2 separate regions of the Sus scrofa genome follow, and region 1 is linked to region 2. Evidence: chromatin contacts called from public HiChIP or PLAC-seq data. All regions are on one chromosome and are shown on one strand. The core of a region is the stretch at or near the end of the contact, and the rest is flanking DNA. Distances in the headings are between cores, read along the strand shown. Region 1 holds the start of LOC100627422. Region 2 overlaps PIK3AP1 (phosphoinositide-3-kinase adaptor protein 1).

Region 1 (5,741 bases), core at 1,477-3,976, 220 kb before region 2:
AAAACTGATCACCAGATTAAAATCCTTCCTTTAAAAAAAAGAATCTAAAAATTGACACTCGACTCAGATATTTACAGAGGAATTTTATTAGTTTAAAAAAAAAAAAACCCCAAAACACCTTGTCAAGCAGCAGTAACTCACTACTAACACTAAACACTGACTGATTAAAAAGGAGGCCTGAGGAAAAAGGAAAGGATTCAAAGCAAACAAAATTAGAATATAACCATCTAAACTAAAGCAATAGTAACTTAGAAATTTATAGGGTTACAGCTGTCAATTTCAAAATCTTTTAAAAACTAAAAAGCCCCACTGGGGGAAAAAATCATTAAAAAAATGAAACAAATACAAGAACTAAAAATTCCTCAAAATAATTTTAGGATTTTATATTAATTCACAAATCTGAAAACTCATTATTAATCTCATGCCTCTCAAAACCTTCTACATGCCTTTATAAAGTCTCTTATATGATGGCTACAAATAGTACATAATTCAAAAAGTGCAAATGCTTATGTAACATTTCAGCAAACGTATGATGGGTTTCAAAGAATAAAACAAGCAAAGATAGAGCAAATGATAACTAATAACCAAAAGGCTGGTTCCTGGAGGGCAGAGCTAAGCTTGGATTGGCAGGAGGGTAATTTTAAAATATGTCCACAAGACAAATTATAGCAAAAAATGGACTCCAGCCTTTATTATTTACACAAGTGTATCTTTTAAAATGCACTTTTAACCTTTTTAACCTTTGGACAACCAAAATGATATCAGATACCTTAAAGCATTGTTGCCTATATTAATTTTGATAATTACAATCCAATTCTTAACAAAATTCAGACATTTTCATAATGAAGACCCCGCAGAAATGGAAAGGCTTACATTCTCAAACTAAAGGTTACCTTATTTTTCACTTGTTTAAAGTTTCAGTTTTGTTTTTTAACCTATTACAGAAAACATCCCTTGTGGGACACTGGAAAGGGCATACCCTCCTGTCAAGCCAGAAAGCTCAAACACAAAGACACTGAGCCAACCAAGTGCTGTAATTCTTCCAAAGTGAGCTTCTCCACACCCCCTCCACCCTTCCCCCCAACAGATATGTCTATTAAATCAGTGTCTGTTCTCCCCCTCGCACAACAAAGAGAACTTCTCACCGCATGAAATTGCCGCTGAATGGACACCAGAAAGCAGGATTTGCATAATTCCTTCCAACGAAACCCTGTCGGGAAGGAGGGGATGAGGGGCCCAAGCGAACGGATAGAATCTCCTAGATTCTGTTGGTAAGACCAAGATTATTCCCCACGGTGGGGTGGGGGGTGGGAATTCTGGACCTCCCCGAGGACTGGGCGTGGGAGACGGAGGACGACGAGCGAGCATTTCCCCACACATCAGCAGCACCGAAGCAAAGATGGGGAAATAACAATGCTGGAGAACAGGAGAGTCAGACACAGGACGGACTGGGGCTAGGGGGCGGCGGGCGGAGCGGAGACACCAAACGGGCCACTTACTTTTTGGAGGGGGGTTAAATATATGAGTTAAGCCCTTATGGTCCCGCCGGCCGCCGCACAGAGGGAAACGGGACCTTGGGAGAGAAAAACAGACAAAACACATAGTGTGAGAGGCGCTGCTCGGCCGCCCGGCCCCTCCCGGAGCGCCCCGGTCCACACTCCCTCCTGCCCGCGGGGGAAAAAGCCACTCGAGGCGCCCCGAGGTCCGGGAGGCGAGGGGGGGGGGCGGGGCGGACGAGGCTCTTCGTGCGGCGACGGCTCCGGAAAATCCCCCAGAAGAGCACAAGAGCGACCCCAGCTCCGGCTTCCCGGTCGGACCGGTCCCACCCCCCCCTTCCTCCCGCCGTGCACACACTGAACACAAATACACACACACCGACCCGAGCGTCGAGGATTAACTCCCCGGCCGCTGCCGCCGCCGCCGCCCGCAGAGGAAGTGCAGCCGCTGCCCCCCGCGGCCATGACACCCCACTTGGCTCGGTCAGGCGGACCCGGGGCCTGTGACAGCTCCGGCTCCCTCCGCCCCCATCTCCACCTCACGCCTCGCACACGCCCGAGCGCCCGCCGCCCGTGCACGCGAGGCGAGGGGCGCGCGCTGCCGCCGTGCGTGGGGGGAGGGGCAGCGCGGGACGCGGAAGGCGCCGGCCGCAGCGGAGGAGGGGACCAAGCTGCGGCCCAGCACGCGCCCCCGCCCCGGGCACCACGGGACTGGCAGCGGCGTCCCCCGTCAAGCGGCAACGCTGCGGGACGAGTCTCCACAAAAAGCCAGCGGCGGCGCCGGGCCGCCGGGCAGGGAGGGAGGGCAGAGAGAGGGAGGGGAGGGGAGGGGCACGCGCTCCCGCCCAAGAGCCCTCCCCGGGGAGGGCGCGCAAAGAGGAGGGGCCGGCGCGCGCGCTCGGGCCCGAGTGGGGAAAGCCCGCCCGGAGGTCGCGCGCGCCCGCGCTCCGGGGGGTGGGGGAGGGGGACGCCCAAGCCAAAGAGGGCGGGCGGGCCGGAGCGGCAATTGCTGTCCCGGCTCCCTCCCTCGTCCGGGGCGGCCGGCGGCGGGGCAGCCCGAGGTCCGGAAGCGGCTGGGGAAGAGTCTCACCTACACAGTGAATGAGCTTGTGGCGCCACGAGTCCAGTTCTTGCCGAAAGCCGCGTCTCTCAACGGAGCATTGCTGCCGCCTACACACCCTCGCCATCTTCTGCCGCCCGCCCGGCCCTGCCTCCGCCGCGGCCCCGCGCACGCCCAGCCGCGTCGCCCGGGGCCGCGCACGCACCCGCGGCCTGGGCGACGCGCCTCCCGCCGGGGGCGGTGCGGGGGCAGAGCCGGCCTCACCTCGCTTGGCCCCGGCGTGGCCCGGGGGGCATCCTGGGCGCGCGCCTGCCCCACACACGGCGCGGCGCTCCTCGCTTAGCTTGCGGTCCCCGCGGTGCTGAGCCGCGGCCGCCGCCTCTGGTCGCCCAGGAAGGAGCCTTCCCACGGCAGGAGCTTGGCCCCGCCGGCCCGGCGCCGCCGCCGCGCTGTCCCCCAAGGCCACGGCGGTCCCTTCTTTCCCTTCCCGGGGCTTTTTGTTTCTTAAACCAGCCTCATTTATCACTTCCAGCCTGCCTTTCGCCCGATACCAACTGTTGCAAGTTCTGTGGTAACTGCTTCTCTGAACTTCTGGGTCGAAACTGCTCCTCCCAGGAGCCTGTTTAAGAAGCAGAATAAGAATAAATGCCTGGATGCCAGTAGAAGCACTGAGCCCTAAAGTTTTTCAAGGTGAGAAAGATACATTTTATTAAGTCACTGAAAGGCAGTCGGCATTCGGGAACCCAGTTTAAAAAAAAAAAAAAAATCAAACGTTTTAAATGTGAAAAACTAGATTTCTACTAGCAAGGCAAAATTCTAAAGTCGGCATATTTAGAACCCCTCCTGTGTGTGTGGAAAGGGGTTTAAGAAAATTGTGCTAAAGTGCGAATGATATTTCAAAGAAGTACTTAATTAATGATAATTAAAGCAGAGTGTTGCAAAGTGGCTTAATATTTCAGGAAAGGACTCGAAGAGAAATATTTCCGATGACAAAGGGGATTTTTCAGTTGAAAACCTGGAATTATCAAATCACCCTGCGCAGGGCACTAACTGTTCCGTTTAAACATGATCCTGATCTTAATTATTTGACTTATTTGGGAGAAAAAGAGAAAAGAGAGGGAAAAGGTGAAACTAAAAGAGAGAGAAAATGCAGCGGGTTTGGTTGAGATGGGGTGGGAGCGGGGGCAGAATGCAAAACCAAAAGAAAAACCGGTATAGATCCCTCTTCACCAGTAGGCCCAGTACCCTAGGATTCTGATCTCTTCCCCACCTTTGGGGTTTAAAATTAAGGATGGTGTATTCCTGCTTTTAGATATTTAAATTTAAATTTGAAGGCTTAATTTTAATTACTATAGTAGGTAATACAAAGTCATTAGACATGGTTGACATCAAGGATCCCATTGGTGTATTGATTTTTGTCCTTTCAAAGGCTGTGGCCTTGGTTCTCTGAACCAGGTACTTGTGGAATCGCCTGTCCATCCATAAGGAGATGGATTGGGTGGGTCTCTTGGGTAGGAGGGATTTGAGAGGTATGGATAGAAAGGCACCTTTAGCCCCCTAAATCTTAAAAGCAGTCATGTTTCCATTCTCAGAAGTCCACAATATTTCATTGGTTAAGAGTATGTCAAATAAACATGAACAAGCTATTAAGTCAGGAAGTATTGAATTTCTTTGTACATGAAACTATCCTGAGTGGTGAGGGGATAGAACAAAAACAAGATAAAAGATTGCTGTGGACAGCCATCCTGCACGTAGGATGGCGAGATGTCGCCAACCTGAAACTTTCTTCACCGCTAGGTGGTGCGTTTGAGTCTTTTGTAGCTTTTAACCAAGTCTATGGTTTTTGGAAGTATGTTTCATAAAGTTTGAAATAAATGAACAACATACAGCTCTAAAATGAGTTAACAATGAGTGTATTTTCCAATTATCCCACCTAAGTTGTTTAAAAAAAATCATCAAACCGGAGTTCCCGATGTGGCGCAGCAGAAACAAATCCTACTAGGAACCACGAGGTAGCAGATTCGATCCCTGGCCTCACTCATTGGGTTAAGGATCCGGCATTGCTGTGGCTGTGGCGTAGGCCGGCAGCTATAGCTCCTATTTGACCCCTAGCCTGGGAATCTCCATATGCTGTGAAGGCAGCCTAAAAAGCAAATAATAATTATAATAATAAATAAAAATTTTAAAAATCATCAAAACCAAGGGTATTATTTCCTCAAAACAATCTCTTTAAGAGTCTCAGACATATAGATTAAGAGGATCCTAGTGACTTCAAAGATCAACTTTAACATGAGATATATATTCTCTAATTTTTTTTCTTTTTTAAAGATGTTGAATATAGTTCCCTGTGCCATTTGGTAGGTCTTTGTTGTTTATCTATTTTATATATAATGGTGTATGTATGTTAATCCCAAACTCCTAATTTATCCCTTCCACCTTTCTCCTTTGGTAACCACAAGTCTGTTCTCTATGACTGTGAGTCTGTTTCTGTTGTGTAGATAGGTTTACTTGTACCATATTTTATTTTATTTATTTATTTGGTCTTTTTAGGGCCACAACCATGGCATATGGAAGTTCTCAGGCTAGGGGTCGAATTGGAGCTACAGCCGCCAGCCTATATACCACAGCTACAGCAACACCAGATCCGAGCTGCATTTGTGAACTACACTGCAGCTCATGGCAACACTGGATCCTTTAACCCACTGAGCAAAGCCAGGGATCGAACCCACATCCTCATGGATACTAGTTGGATTCTCAACCTGCTGAGCCACAATGGGAACTCCTGTTCTCTAATTTAAGGTAGGGAATTGGAAGCCCTAACAGGTGACTTGAGCAAGGTTATGTAGGTGCTAGGTAGAAGGAGGGCAACAAAAGCCAGAAGATAGGTTTCCCAATTCCCAATTCAATCTGTATTCTACTTTGAATTTTAATTAGTGTTCACTGATTTTAAATTGGGAACCAACAGATAGCTGACCTCTTACAAGGTCTATTTGGAAAAAAGGATAAGGGGACGCGTAATAATATTTATTAAGTAACTACTGTATGTTTAGCATTGCAAGTTTATTCTGTGGGAATAAAAATGCCATAAAGTAGGTATTATTTTCTACCTACTTTTTACATTTTCCAGATTAGAGATTGGAGATTTAGAGGGGTTAAATGCCTTTGTACAAGGTCACAAAGCTACC
Region 2 (6,077 bases), core at 3,492-5,991:
CCTTCTCCCATTGCCTCTCCCCATTTTCCTACTGCGGAATGTTGTCACATCACTTCCAGCAGGCACTGACATTCTCTGTTCTTAAACAGGAGCGAGTATTTCATAGCCTGACAATCACGGGGAATCCTAGGGACATTTTTGGACCCTTTATTCTAAGGATCATATCCTGGTTAATAGAAGCTGAGTTTGTCTTATTTAAAAAGCATATAGGGAGTTCCTGTTGTGGCTCAGTGGTAACAACCCTGACTAGTATCCATGAGGATCTGGGTTCGATCCCTGGCCTCACTCAGTGGGTTAAGGATCCAGCATTGGCATGAGCTGTGGTGCAGGATTCGGCTTGGATCTCACGTTGATGTGGCTGTGGCATAGACTAGCAGCTTTATCTCCAGTTTGACTCCTAGCCTGGGAACTTTCTTATGCAACAGGTACAGCCCTAAGAAAAAAAAAAAAAAAGGCCAAAAAAATTTATATATATATGTGTGTGTGTGTATGTATATGTACATAAAAATATATGTATGTATATATATCTATGTGTTTACCTACTTATCACTATTGGGCTTAGAAATTAACTTTTATGAAGAGAAAAGATTTGTCCCTCAATTGCACAACACAAACCTGTCTGCTTCCTTGGTTGAGTTTATCCCACAGTGTCCAGATATTAGTAGGTGGAGAGGTCATGGGAATCCAAGAACTCTCAGGATTACTTTGCTTCCCACCAATGAGAGGGTTAAATGACATCCTGCATTAATGCTTCGTCCAAAACCTGCCCTGGAGTTCCCGTCATGGCTCAGCGGTAACGAATCTGACTAGTATTCATGAGGACGCGGGTTTGATCCCTGGCCCCGATCATTGAATTAAGCATCCAGCATTGCCATGAGCTGTGGTGTAGGTCGAAGATGTGGCTCAGATACTGCATTGCTGTGGCTGTGGTGTAGGCCAGTGGCTACAGCTCTGATTCGACCCCTAGCCTGGGGACTTCCATATGCTGCAGGTGTAACCCTAAAAAGCCAAAAAACAAAACAAAACAAAACAAAAAACTGTGCTAAACAAAGAGCTCCCTGAAAACCATCGTATTAATCCTCCCATGTCTCTTTGAGATAGTCCATAAATATTTTCTAGTTCAAAACTAAGGGCCGTGGAATGCTGAATAACATGCCCAGGATTACTTGGCACACTTTATGAACTTGGAAATAAGAGCTAGGAAGATGGACTTCCTTCTTTTAATCAGCATAAAGCAATTGTTTTAAAGTGCTCTGAAATTTGCAGAGAAGGTTAAAACATGGCCCCCGTTGTACTTTGTGGCTTCTATTTAAGCCTTTAGAACATCAGCAGATTTTTGAACTGGTATTATTTCTCAGGATTCTCTGATCCTTTTAGAGAAAGAAGGTAGGATGTTGATTTTTAGATTTGCTAATTAATTGACATATCATTTCTTCTGTTATCTGAGGACATAATCTTCGGTGGTGCTGCAGAGGAAGCTGTGAGATGTTGGGCAATCAACCAAGAAGTAGGGATTGAATGCCTGCTGGGTGCCACACTAGGCTTGTCAGCTTCATCTCTATGAACAAGGTGCCCTGTGCCTTCCTTTTTATCTGTTCATTGTTTTCCTTGATAACTTTTCAGATCAGAGAGAGGAAGAGCTGCCTACTTTGTTGCACTTTGCTGCCAAGTATGGGCTGAAGAACCTCACTGCCTTGTTGCTCACCTGCCCGGGAGCCCTGCAGGCCTACAGTGTGGCCAACAAGCACGGCCACTACCCCAACACCATCGCCGAGAAGCATGGCTTCCGGGACCTGCGGCAGTTCATTGACGAGTATGTGGTAAGTTCAAGGCGGGAGAGGCCTCAGCACTGGAAGTACACCCTGTGGTCCCAGGGATGCTTTCTCACCAAAGACCTGGGTGGACTTCATCTCTCGCATGTCCTCATGTGCCTCTTCTGGCAGAGCCAGTACAAGTGAGCTTAAGGGATGAGCCCTGGAGTCACATGGATCTGGGGCCAAATTCCTGTACCAACACTTGTCAGCCGACTTTGGGCAAATCTTCTCTCTGTCCTCTCTCAGTTTCCTAACATGCAGGAGGAGGATAATGATAGGTCTACTCCTAGGGGTGTTTTGAGAGTGAAAGGAAGTAATGTGTATAAAGCACTGAGACCCACCCTTAAAGAATTTACAGACATTTATGGGGTAAATCTGCTAAAGGCTGATGCTCATCCCTTTTTCCCAGTCACCTCCCCACCTACCTCCAAGGTACCTTGGCAGGATGCTTCCAGCTGCCATGCCCACCATCAAGCCCAGGTGAACTGTGTTAGGCTTGGTTCCTTCCTTAGGATAGACCATAGTAGGAAATCCCATTGTTGCTCAGGGGTAATGAACCCCTCTAGTATCCATGTGGGCCTGAGTTTGACCCCTGGCCTTGCTCAGTGGGTTAAGGATCCGGCGTTGGCAGATCTCATCCAATGCCCAGGCCTTGTTCCATGCCCTAATATTGCTTCCATTGTTTTGGGGGCAGCTGCCCTTCGAGGCTCCTTTTCTGGTTTTCTTCATTTTCACTCTTCATGGCAGTGATGCGGGAAGAGCTCAGCCTCTCACATGGGTCTGTGGCCTCAACAGGAACAGTAAACACAATCCAGTCTTGCTCTTTAGGAGCAAGACTGACACCTCAGGAGCAAGACTCACCACAGGAGTGAGCCTGACACCTCCCCCAGACACTTACCTCTCTGCTCCATACTTGACAATTGCAAGGCAGTGACTCACTGAGATGTACAGAGAGGGCTCCCCCACATTTGAGGGGGTGATAAAGCGTATTAAATGAATAGAACAGCATGAGTGCCTGTTTTGGTATCATTGATATAAATGAAGCTAAAAGGTACTCACAGTCCAGGAGTATTTACTTGGCCTTACTTTGAAGCCACACAGGTATAAAATGTGGTGTTTCATTTCCCTGAAAATAGATGTTTTTAAGGACATAATGTGATTATAGTCATGACTGCTATTTATTGAATTTATTTGATAGGCAAACGCTTTATTTCCTTTAATCTCACCATAGTCTTTCAAAGTTGACAGTATTGTTATCTCTCTTCAACAAAGGAGAAAAAGGGCTTAGAAAGGCAGAGGGCCCCACACTAGTAAGAGTGGAGATGGGATTTGAACCTAGTTGATGCTGAAGCTGGGGCTTGTTTTCCTACTCTATGTCACAGGGATCTGGAAAGATTCACTGACAGTTTGCATTGAAGTTAATCTGGGTCACATTTCTCACATCATCTTTGTTCTCTGACTAGAATCACTTCAACCAGTGCATCCTCAGCATTGCCCCCAAAGGGTTGCTCTCCCATGTTGCTGATGACCTCGAAGCACTGCCCATTTCCCCTTTCCACTACATCAAAACCAAATGCCAGACATCGAGCCTCCAACCCTCCACAACTCTCACCTGGTTCACTCCTTGGGGCTCCTCCGGAAATCAGCACAGAGTGTCAATAGCATATTAGCTCTCTTGGGGTGGCGATGATGAAAATGAGGATTTTTGTGGGTTGTTGCTGAAATAAGGATTGTGAAACACCAAGGTTTCTTATCGGGAAAAGTTGTGCAGGGCTTCAGAGAAGCCAGCTCTTTGGCCTCACAACTACCTGGAGACAGAATAGCAGAGGGGGGCCTCTCTGATTTAAGGGCATTTCATCTAAGACTATCTCTGCTCTTGGGCACAGGATATAAAACTGAGTGGAGTAGGGGGAGACTTTGGAACAGCCTGCTGGGAGCAACGGGGACTAGTGAACTCAGTTCTTGAGGGACTTCTGACCACACACAACTGTATGAACACCTTAGCTGCAGCCCTGTTTCTCCCATTTGAATTTCCATCTGGCTAATCAGCAAGGGTTACACCTTGGTCTGCCATGTGCTCCCTTTTGAGGAACCAGTAGGGTGTAGCAGAAAAGTCAGAACCCAGGATTGCAGACCCTGAGGAAGGCGCTAGATTTTCTGAGCTTTGGCTTTCTCTTCTGTGAACCAGGGAACAGGATACTTCTGTAAGTAGCAGTGGAAAGGATGTCATGAGATGATGTATAGGCACATCCTCTGCATTGTCCCTGGCGCATAGTAGGTGCTCATGAGAGAGTTTTTATTTTGTATCCTCTGGGAATCGCATGTTTAACATGTATCTCCTATAAATGCATGACTCCGTGCTTAGTGTCAGAAGACAATACGAAGATTAAAACATAAAACAAAGGAAAAAACTGGAAGCCTGGCCTCAAGGAGCTTTCAGTCTAGTGGGAAACACAGACTTGCACATAGTTGTAATTCTGACGCATGGGAGCCTTTCCTTTGCTGTCACAAGCCTGACTCTACCCAGAAAGCCCGGCTGTGTCAGCGAGCCGTGGGTCCCACGTTCTCTTTCAGGAAACCGTGGACATGCTGAAGAGTCACATTAAAGAGGAACTGATGCAAGGGGAGGAATCTGACTCTGTGTATGAGTCCATGGCCCACCTTTCCACAGACCTGCTCATGAAGTGCTCCCTCAACCCCGGCTGCGACGAGGAGCTGTACGAGTCCATGGCAGCCTTCGTCCCAGCGGCCACCGAGGACCTCTGTAAGTAGCCCGGCTTAGTTCTGCTTCCATCTTTCTGCTGACCAGTGGTTTCTTCCTTCTGGTGGGGGGTGGGGGGGGAAGTCCCTGCTTAACCCCACCCCACCCTGGAGAGGTGAAGATCCTATTTACACAGAGTTAGACTGGTTGTCATGTGCTGTGGCAAGCAGAATCCTCCTTCAGACTTCCCCTGCTGTGACTGCTGTGTTACCGGAAAGTTTAAGTAAGGGCCCGGGACTCGGAGCTGATGAAGGCTGCCTTGTGAGCTAACATCAGTAATTTCGAACTCTGGCAGTTCCAGTGGGCCCTTTTCCAAGCAAACATTTTGTAATGCCCCCTTACTCCCTTGACCTGAGATTCATATAATACTACCTGCCTCCATATGAAATTCTAGAAATCAAGCATATGTCCTAAGTGAAACATAAAAGCACAGTAAAAGGAGAGGAAATCCTCATATGTAACTACACATGAGGACATAATGAAATAAGGGTTGCGAAACACCAAGGTTTCTTGGATGCAGTCACCCACACTCAGAATCACTGCCAATGTCATGGCCTCCAACACGAGCCGACACGTTTATTGTGTCGGTGACTTGGATACTGCTGGCAGTGTTGGCATCAGCGCCTGGATCTTCCTAAATGGCCAGCGATTCCTCACACTCCTTTCCATTTTCATAGCAGTTGAATTCCTGAAAAATTCAGTGTAAATCAAAACCATGCAAAAATGTAAGTTGTATGTGTAAACGAAGCAGCTTAGTGTCTAGACTAAGAAAATTATAAACAAGGCTTTTTAATAAGCTAATTTTATTGGATTAATATATAATAAAATTATTGCCAAAATACCATATCTCCAGGACATGATTTTTTTAGTAAATTGCTTACCAAATTTTTCCCATTTTTGGTGATCTTAATCATTTTTTTTCAATAGCAAAAGTAATACATTCTTACAAAAATTTGAAACAAAATAAAACTGTATAACCGAGTTATTAAAAGTCCACTCAACCAACCAGTATAACATACATAATAGTTTGGTGGGTATTTTTGCCCATATTTTTCCTGATACTTGCTGATTTAAATTTTAAAAATTTATATACACATGCATATGCATATAAACAGATAAGTACAAATATATATGTACAAATACATATAATAAGCAGTTTTTTAATCTATATGTGTGTCTAGTGAAATATTTAAAAGTCAAGAGGGACATAAAACGGGGCTATCCCCCACAAAGAAGGATGTCTAACATCTTTCTCCCTTCTGCTCATTGCAAGTAGCCTCCCTACATCAAGGTGACAGCCCAAAATACCCTACTAGGTTTTTCCCAAATGCCCTCTAGAGGGCAGTGCCGCTCCCCCTGAGAACCACTGGTTTAAACATTGGATTACAATGCACGGGTCAGAACTGAAGTAGGAGGACTACGCGACGGGCCCTCTAAGAGCCTTCTTTATATGTTACCACCATTTACCGTCAGATGCTAAGAGCTCTGAAACATTGCCTACA

What was found. HiChIP or PLAC-seq counts read pairs in DNA pulled down with a chosen protein or histone mark.
Region 1: an H3K27ac HiChIP or PLAC-seq map of alveolar macrophages shows a contact between it and region 2. The contact joins the promoter of LOC100627422 here to the enhancer-like site in region 2. A contact is called at or near these places in 1 of 5 promoter capture datasets (liver), 5 of 47 Hi-C or Micro-C datasets (blood, brain, embryonic fibroblasts and 2 more) and 1 of 2 datasets of contacts at active chromatin or transcription factors (alveolar macrophages).

What each region holds. Positions count from the first base shown.
Region 1 is chr14:108,300,995-108,306,735 of Sscrofa11.1, reverse strand. LOC100627422 reads right to left here and starts at 2,726. Exons shown (of 8, transcript XM_021074303.1): 1 at 2,591-2,726; 2 at 1,500-1,573. It also overlaps a transcript of PIK3AP1 not described here.
Region 2 is chr14:108,087,540-108,093,616 of Sscrofa11.1, reverse strand. PIK3AP1 (phosphoinositide-3-kinase adaptor protein 1) reads left to right here. Exons shown (of 17, transcript NM_001244503.1): 7 at 1,624-1,820; 8 at 4,389-4,578. Among named protein-coding and RNA genes, the nearest start is that of TM9SF3, 57 kb to the right of the region's middle. Within about 2 kb of position 4,741, at least 8 of the 83 cell types and tissues checked have an H3K27ac peak or open chromatin away from gene starts, as enhancers often do. A contact at or near this core is called in alveolar macrophages and liver, where this site is marked.